3 separate regions of the Mus musculus genome follow, and regions 1 and 2 are each linked to region 3. The links are chromatin contacts, called in public Hi-C and HiChIP or PLAC-seq maps. All regions are on one chromosome and are shown on one strand. The core of a region is the stretch at or near the end of the contact, and the rest is flanking DNA. Distances in the headings are between cores, read along the strand shown.

What was found. A called contact is a pair of places that touch in the nucleus more often than the background predicts. HiChIP or PLAC-seq counts read pairs in DNA pulled down with a chosen protein or histone mark.
Region 1: a contact with region 3 is called in a Hi-C map of the N1E-115 cell line, with 4 times the contacts expected there. The contact joins the promoter of Foxl1 here to the enhancer-like site in region 3. A contact is called at or near these places in 2 of 39 promoter capture datasets (the C10 cell line and liver), 1 of 15 datasets of contacts at CTCF or cohesin (large pre-B cells), 2 of 484 Hi-C or Micro-C datasets (the N1E-115 cell line and Sertoli cells), 13 of 115 datasets of contacts at active chromatin or transcription factors (the NIH/3T3 cell line, craniofacial prominence, embryonic basal ganglia and 9 more) and 2 of 9 other capture datasets (embryonic stem cells and macrophages).
Region 2: a contact with region 3 is called in an H3K4me3 HiChIP or PLAC-seq map of embryonic limb bud, with 5 times the contacts expected there. The contact joins the promoter of Mthfsd here to the enhancer-like site in region 3. A contact is called at or near these places in 1 of 39 promoter capture datasets (neural stem cells), 1 of 484 Hi-C or Micro-C datasets (Sertoli cells), 14 of 115 datasets of contacts at active chromatin or transcription factors (the NIH/3T3 cell line, acute myeloid leukemia, craniofacial prominence and 10 more) and 2 of 9 other capture datasets (adipose tissue and macrophages).

The regions. Positions count from the first base shown.
Region 1 is chr8:121,126,410-121,129,109 of GRCm38.p6, reverse strand. It overlaps Foxl1 (forkhead box L1), which reads right to left and starts at 1,425. Exons shown (of 1, transcript NM_008024.2): 1 at 1-1,425. The coding sequence starts at 1,148. The coding sequence ends at 138.
Region 2 is chr8:121,107,085-121,109,784 of GRCm38.p6, reverse strand. Mthfsd (methenyltetrahydrofolate synthetase domain containing) reads left to right here and starts at 1,448. Exons shown (of 9, transcript NM_001372381.1): 1 at 1,448-1,497. The coding sequence starts at 1,482.
Region 3 is chr8:121,357,922-121,360,621 of GRCm38.p6, reverse strand. No RefSeq gene overlaps it. Among named protein-coding and RNA genes, the nearest start is that of Gm26747, 59 kb to the left of the region's middle. Within about 2 kb of position 1,376, at least 38 of the 459 cell types and tissues checked have an H3K27ac peak or open chromatin away from gene starts, as enhancers often do. A contact at or near this core is called in the N1E-115 cell line and embryonic limb bud, where this site is marked.

The DNA.
Region 1 (2,700 bases), core at 176-2,675, 230 kb after region 3:
CTTTGGCCGGCACGGGTACGCTGCTCCAAACCCTCAGTCTCTGCCAGGGCAGAGACCGGGGCGACTCCTTCGCCCACAGGCATTGGCTCACTGGAGGTGGGGGGATCGCGAGGCAGGGAAGCAGCCGCTAATCCGCCTTAGTGGAAACGAAGCACTGTGGCCTCGGGAACCTGCAGAGGAAAATAAGAAAGGAAGGGAATCCCCAGCTGGGAAAAGCCGCCCTGGACGTGCGCGTCGAAGACCAGCGAAGCGTTGAAGGGAGGCGCTAGGCCGGAGGAGGCAGCCAGCAGAGAGGAGCCCAGCGCGCCAGGCACGGGCTTAGGGATCCCCGGTGCTTCGGCCCCTGAGGCTGGCGTCGGTCTCACGGCCAAGATGCTGTCGATGCTGAAACTCTTTGACTTGGAACCTTTTGGGGAGCCGCTGGGGGCGGGGCACAGAGGGGACCCCAGGTGGTGTGCCGGACGCTGGAGCTGGCCGCTTGCCACTGCCCCTGCGCCCTGGACTGTGAGGTCCGCGTCGGGGTCCCGGGGCTCAGGGCCGGGCCAGGGAAGGAGCGCGGGCCGCGCGGTGCCTACTGCCGGGGATTGGGAGCGATCCGGCGCGCGCGTCGGGAGTGCAGTGGCCAGGTCCGGGGACCCTACATCGCAGCCCACCTCGGACTCCGGCGGCTCGACCCGGGTGCGCTTGGCCTCCGGGGAACCCGCGGCGGGCTTGGGCTTCCTCTTCCTGCGCCGATAATTGCCGTTCTCAAACATGTCCAAGCAGCGGGGGTCCAGGGTCCAGTAGCTGCCCTTGCCCGGCCGCCCCTTCTCACGTGGCACCTTCACGAAGCACTCGTTGAGCGACAGGTTGTGGCGGATGCTGTTCTGCCAGCCTTGGCGGTTGTCGTGGTAGAACGGGAAGCGATCCATGATGAACTGGTAGATGCCGTTCAGTGTGACCCTCTGCTCGGGAGCATCCTGGATCGCCATGGCTATAAGAGCGATGTAGCTGTAGGGCGGCTTCTGCGGGGGCTCGACGCGGCCCGGGCCGGCCAGTGCAGCCGCAGGGGCGAAGGCCAGGGGCAGCCCAGGCCTCTCGGGGCTGTACACGTACAACAGCGGCGAGGCTGCCAGAGCGGCCAGCGGGGGACTGAAGAGGTGGCTCATGGCGACAGCAGCCTCTCCGCTCCACCGGGGAGTCCTAAGGACTTTGCCCCGCACCAGGGCCCTCCTGGGGAGCCCTCTGTGCGACTGCCCTGCGATCAGCCGCTCTCCCCAGCCGCTGCGCGCTTTGTCCCTTCTTCATGGCTTTAAAAATGTTAAATAATTGTTGTAAGTTTGCTATTATGTGTTGACTTAGCGCTGGAAAATAAATTGTCTATGATAAACAGTCCTTGTGTTCTCAGCCCACCCACATTAATTAAAATTTCATTGCTGAAAATCTCCCAGCTCTTCCCTCCACGTGTCTTTTTGATACCAACCAATCGGTTTCGGGGCTAGTCTTCATTTGTTTATAGAATTAGTCTGTTGATAAGTCCGCCCACCCAAGTTGAATCAAGCTGTGTTTATTTGGAAAAATTTCCGGGCACCCAATATATAAACGCACTGATCTGATGTTTGAAATACCACGTCCACCCCTTGACGCTGTAAGCACACAGTCAGCGAGGCAGGATGTGGAGGGACGGGTGGCTCTCCCCAAGCTGGGTCTGGTAGGCCAGAAAGGAGGAATGGAGATGGGGGTGGGGAAGCCAAGGGGTACATTGTAATCTGGTCTTGGGGATCCTCCCACAAAAGAGCTTTGATTTCCCCAAGCTTAGGGCATTGTAGAGATAGCACCGTTGTCTGCACTTTGGGAACTCGGAAGACAGTAGACACACACACACACACACACACACACACACACACACACACCTTACAGAGATGAGCACTCTCTAGGGGACTACTGTCGAAGAGGCCCCACCTAACGGGGTTCCAGGAGACTCAAATGACTGGATCTCAGTAGCCAACGTTTTTGGAGGTGGAAAGCAGACAGCTCTGGAAAGCTGTGGATGGGCAGAGTATCTGGTCCCCTACCTTGGCTGGCCAGAGGAAGAATACAAAACAACTCCCCTTGGAAAGTGTGGGGGGGCGGGGGGGGGACAACAAGGTCCTTGGGTCTGGCTAAGGTTCCTAGCCAGGCACACCATAAAGGGGGAGGGTGGCAGCTGGCGGGGAGCTGGTGTTCGTGAATGTAGGTCCTTAGCTCCATACGCTGTACTTTCCTGTTTATAACAAGGAGGGGGTTACAACAGCTTTACAAGTGTGTGCAGCTGCTTGGTGATTACATTAAGCATTTGTAAAGCCTGCATGCTGGTCCCCCCCACACACACACCCACCCACCCAGGGGTGTAAGCATCCCCCACCCGTCTCGTTTTACATTTAACCATGTCAAACTTTGAATCCAAACTCCTGGATGCTGCTCATTCTAAAAGGGGCATCTCTCCAAGTGGCTCCCCTCCATCCGGGTACGGTACGGATGCAGGTTAGCCTTGAGGAGGCAGTCTCTGTTCATGATGTCTGCACGCAATTATTCTTTGAAAGCAAGTGGAAACTGTGTCAAGATCTGGGTTAGTAGCCCCCCACCCCTTCCTTCTCTGCCAAAGAAGAAGCATTTGGTGGTGTTATTTGGTGGTGTCATAGGTAAAGAAAAAACTTCTGCCACCCACTGGAAGGGGAAGAC
Region 2 (2,700 bases), core at 199-2,698, 250 kb after region 3:
GCTCTTGAGGGTGTCACCAGCTTCTTCACACCTGCACACATAGGAAGCATGACTCCAAAACACACACACACACACACACACACACACACACACACACACACACGCAAGAACATGCAAGCTGAGGTGCGGTGACACTGGGCTGTACTCCTAGCACATGGGAGTTTGGGAGGTTGAGGCAGGAGGATTGTGAGTTCAAGGTCAGGACAGAGTACAACCCTGTCTCAAAACACCTAAAGGAACAGGAAGAGACAGAAGAAAGGAAGAAATGAGGGAGGAAGAGGAAGAGAAAAAGGAAGCTGGGGTTGGGGAAGGGCAGGAAAGGCAAACATTAGCCAGGCATGGTGGCTCACAACTTCACAGCCCTTGGGAGAAGAGACAAGTGGGTCTGTGGTTTCAAGGCCAGCCAGGGCTGCATAGTCAGACCCTGTCTCAAAAAAAAAAAAAAAAAAAGTGTACTAATCATTTTGGTGATTAGTGGGCAGGAAGGACTGAGTGCTAACAATCTCTAACCAACCGGGGAATCCGTGAAGATGGCACCCATGACGCCACCTTTCTCAGGTACAGGGCAGTTCAGGGAAGCCTTGTCTGTTCAAGGTGCAAAGGCAAAGCTGCAAAACAGACACTAGCTGCCCTTACATCCCCCAATCAGACAATAGCTGCCCTCACATCCCCCAATCAGAGGCTAGGATGTGTGGAGCTGAGTGGCCAGTGCAGACTTGTACATCCTTAGCCCAACAGATGCTCCAAATGCACAGTATGCTGACTACAAGCATTGGGAACACACACACACACACACACACACACACACACACAAAATCGACCAAGCTGTCCCTGACTTACAACCCTCTTCATTTCAGGAGTGCCTTTCCTTTATAAACAGTCTTTATTTTTATGTCTAACCACGTGTTCCTGGTACAATTCATGGTACAGAAAAGAAAGTTGGAAACCCTAGATCCACTCCTATAAACAGGTTTCCTTGTTAACCTTGAATTTCAAGGGATGTTTCTATAGGTACTATACATACTCGCACACACACACACAGAGCTTGTGAAGCTCAAAAGACAACTTTCGGGAGTCATTTTTCTCCTTTTACCCTGTGTGGGTCCTGAGAATCGAACTCAAGTTGTCAGGCTTAGCAACAAGCGCCTTTATCTCGCTGAACCATCTCGTCCGCCCTAGAGTGTTATATGTTCCATACGGTATAAATGTATGCGTGTTGTGTGCGTGTGTGTCTCGGGAAATCCTGGGCATCCGCGTTGCAAGGCAGTTCCAGCGGTGACCTCTGGTCCTCTAATGCGTCGGTGCTACTACTGCAGGGAACCCCAAACCCAGAACGGGAGTCCGCCCACTGCACCAACCGCGCGTGCGCGAACCTTGCGGGTCACTAGCTTCAGTGCGCAGGTGCAGCACGAAGCGCTGGCGTCTGGCGTCACTAGCGCGCGGGGACATGCTACGGGGCGTCGCTCGGTGACGTGTTAGCCATGGAGACCCAGGAGGGTGAGGAAGACCGAGGGTGATGGGGAAACCGAGGCTGGGACGGCGCGGTTGTTCCCGTGGTCCGCATGCGTGGGGGAGGACGCGGCTCGGCCTGGTACGGCTGGGACGCCGAGGCTGGCAGCCGGGAGGGAGGATCAGTCCCATCCTCGCCTTGCTTGGCTGGACAGGTTTTAGCCAGCCAGGCTGGGGAGGTCGCGCAGCGGCGGCGAGCACTCGCCCAGCAGGCACCCGGCCCGCGCTGCAAAGCGTTCTCGACAAGTGCACCGGCCGCGAAAGTAGGGAAGGCAACCATTGCTGGTCAGTGGGGTCTGCTGGTGCAAACGCTGTGATACCAGCAGGAGAGAGAGGGAGGAAGGGAGAGAGAGGAGAGAAGTGAAAGAGGAGAGCGAGCGGGAGAGGAAGGGAGGGAGGTGGAGAAGAGAGGAGGGAGAAAGGCCCAGCAAGCCTATGCGGTGACTCACAAGTCCAGTTCCACGGGAAGGGACCCAGTGCCCTCCCGCACCTGCATGCACACCCCGCCGGTTCGGTTGCTGGCGGTGCACATATACAATAAATACATCTTTGTGCTTTGTTTTGTTTTGTTTTCTTCGAGTCAGGGTTCCTCTGTGTAATCCTGGCTGCCCTAGAATTCACTCTGTATTTCAGGCTGGCCTCAAAATTTAGAGATTTAGAGCGCCTCTGCCTCCCAAGAGCTCGGATTAAAGGCTTGCACCAGCTATAAATATCAAGGAAGACAAATGTACTTTCTATACGCCTGCCTTGTGAGGTTTGTAAGGTCATTTGTAAGATTTAACAGTTTAAAGGACATGTTGGGAGTGTGGCTCAGTGATAGTGTTCTTGCTTAGCACACTTAAAGCCCCAGGTGTGACCCACTGGATCACTAACTAGTTCAAAAGATGACCTTCTAGCCAGACCTGGTGGCACACCCGTAACCTCACTATTTGGGGGCTGAAGGAAGAGCACTTAAAGGTTCAAGCCCCATTTTGATCAGAGAGACACCCTGCCTCAAAAAGGTGTGTAGCTCACTCGTAGAGAGCTTGCCTGGGATGCAGGAACCCCTAGCACTGCCGAGGAAAGACTACAGATTGATTTACAGTTGGTTTCAGTGTGTTCCAGCTTCCTAGCAGAAATGAAGGTGCTTCTCTCAACTGGCCAGGGAGCTCGAGGGAAAACTAATACTTTTGGTTATCTTAAGCTGGTCTG
Region 3 (2,700 bases), core at 127-2,626:
CGCCCCCCAGAAGCATTCCTGGGGGATGCCAGCCTGAATTCACTAGGCTCCTTCTTGTTTGATGTCTGGCAGGTGTCCTGTCCTGGGTTGGTCCTCCATGACATTCTGTGGCTGGCAGAGGGAGTCATGGAGAGACCGTGGTGGAGGTAAATTGTTCACAAGGCCCACCTCTGGGAACAGGCTCGAATGGGCTTCCATGTTCTGTTTGCTGATTACGGTGCGGGACTGTCCCCTGCTCCTTCACCGTCCTTCTGACAGACAACTGCTCAGATCATCCCGAGTTGTTGTTACCTGTGCAGCAGTCCCTGGAGCAGGAGAGACCATGCTCACTGATGTCACTGTGGCCTCTTCAGGCTCCAGCACAATAGTGTCACCAAGGACTCTTGACTCAGAAGACGGGCCAGGAATGGTGACTCATCAGCTGACCTCCTGGGTCAGCACTGGCACCTGACTTTAGGCTTGGGACACTGCTTGGGACCATATAGCTTCCAAGCCTGACAAAAAGAAGACCCTTGGAAACCCAGCCAGCTTCTGCTAGGTGCGGAGTTTGAGGCTAGCCTGAGCTATAAGAGCCTCTGTCTTGAGATGACAAAAATAAACAAGCAGAAAGAGGCCCCGCGGTCCTGCTAAGTGTGGCAGTTAATCTTGTCTGTCAGCTTGAGTGGATCTGGAAGTGACTAGACAACAATGTGTCTCTGGGCAGATCTGTGAGCATTTCCTAGAAGAACTACCCTGGGGGTGGAGGCGGACAGGGAGAACAGTGTGTGTGTGTGTGTGTGTGTGTGTGTGTGTGTGTGTGTGTGTGTGTTTGTATACTAGCTCCCCTAGGGCTGTGTGGTGTGCTGTATGCAGAAACAGCAAAGACATTCCCGTCCCAGGAAGCCCTGCTGCAGCCAGGGCAACCGATTGGTTTAGGGACCAAGGCTTTGGCTCTGCCTACCGTGGCATGAAGCTTCTACGAGGCTTTCCTGGGTCTTGCTGCCTCCCCTCCCCGTCCAGGGCTCTGGAAGAGCCGAGAGGGATTTGTTATTGCTCTGCCCAATTAGTCTCTGATTAAAGGTTTAAATGGCTTAAAAAGACAGAGCAAGGGCTGAGCTGGAGGAAGAGGAGAGAGCGGCTGTGTTTATGGGGTAATAAAAGAACGGCTGAGCTTCCAGGCTCTGCTGAGTGTCTCACAGAAGCAGGCCCTTTTGCCAGCTAATTCGGGGTGTAATAAATACTAATCTCTCTAAAGCGGCCCCTGGAAGCCTTCAGAAAGCCCTATCTTCTGTAATCAGAGCTCCATTAAACAAGTTCCTTGTGCACCCGCCCAGCCTGACGGCGGCGGCAGGGGTGACCTCCGCTGGCCTCAGCCTCCCCTTCCTCCTCAGCTCCCGTGGCTGCCCCGGCTCTACCCTCCCTCTGGGACGACTCTAGGAGGCCACCAGCTACACACACGGGCCTCTCTCTCCTTCACAGGGCCCTGCCAGCAGTGGGCCAGGGTGTTGCTCTCCGGGCAATGAGCTCTTGGGCCTCATTTCACCCCATTTCACAGCCACAGCAACTGAGGTGCAAGGTGCTTGCCTTGCCCGGGGTCTCAGGTGGCTATGCCCCAGCTGTAAGGGTTACAGCGGTAAGGCCTCCCTGGCCTCCTCTGTTGTCAAATCACCTTGTGCCTCAGTTTACCCACACGGGCTCTGGTCCCCTGCAGCAGGACGGGCAAGGACCTCATGATGTGTACTAAGTCTGGTGACCTGTCTATCATCCCCACAGGCTACTACAGGACTCCTGCTCCCTCCTCTGCCCCAGGGTGGTGCTATGGTCCAATCAGATCACGTGGCCCTTGGGGCTAAAAATAGCACAGAGCACTTGGGGTTTCCCCATGACCTCTGCAGTCAGGTCAAGTGTTCACGGCCTTCCTAAGCTAATTATGGCAGGCCCCTGACCCCTCACATCTGCATCTGGGCTGGAGGGGTGAGCAAGGTTCTGCTCCCTAAACAGTGGGCAGATAAAGGTTGGGGCTGCAAACCTGTCCCCAATCTGCTTGCTGGGGACAAATTCTTTCAGGCCTTCTCCCTAGATCACAGGGGTTGGGCATCTGCTGCCTCGGTGGCATTCTGTGAGAATTCTATGAGAGGAATTCTATGAGAGAAGCTGTAGTTGAGGCTATAGCACAGGCCTGGCAGAGGCCTCGGGCCTCTGTGAACCCCTGTTCCTTCCACAAGGCTCCAGACAGGTCAGTTAGTTTCCTCCTGATCCGCTCAGGTTGACAGCCCATGCTAACCGCCATGCTTAGCAGGACCGAGGGCCTCTTTCTGCTTGTTTATATTTGTTGTTTTGAGACAGAGGTTCTTATAGCTCAGGCTAGCCTCAAACTCAGTATGAAGCAGAAGCTGGCTTTGAACTCCTCATCCTGACAAGTCCCGGGACGTTCTTCTGTGTTGTCATTGGGACAGAACTGGCTAAGAAGCAGACCTGGGAGACTGACATCACATGTGAGAGCTGACCCTATCGGTCCTCTGCGTGTGGCATGCACTGTGGACCTGGTATGTGGGCTCTGTTCTCAATCTGTCCATGACTCAGATTTTCTAAGCCTGTCTCTGTCTCTCTGTCTCTATTTCGCTGTCCCTGTCTCTGTCTCTGTCTCTCTGTCTCTGTGTGATCCCTCCAAGGCTCCTCTTGCTTCTTCAGAGTGTATATGTGGCAGTCCTTGGCTTGTGA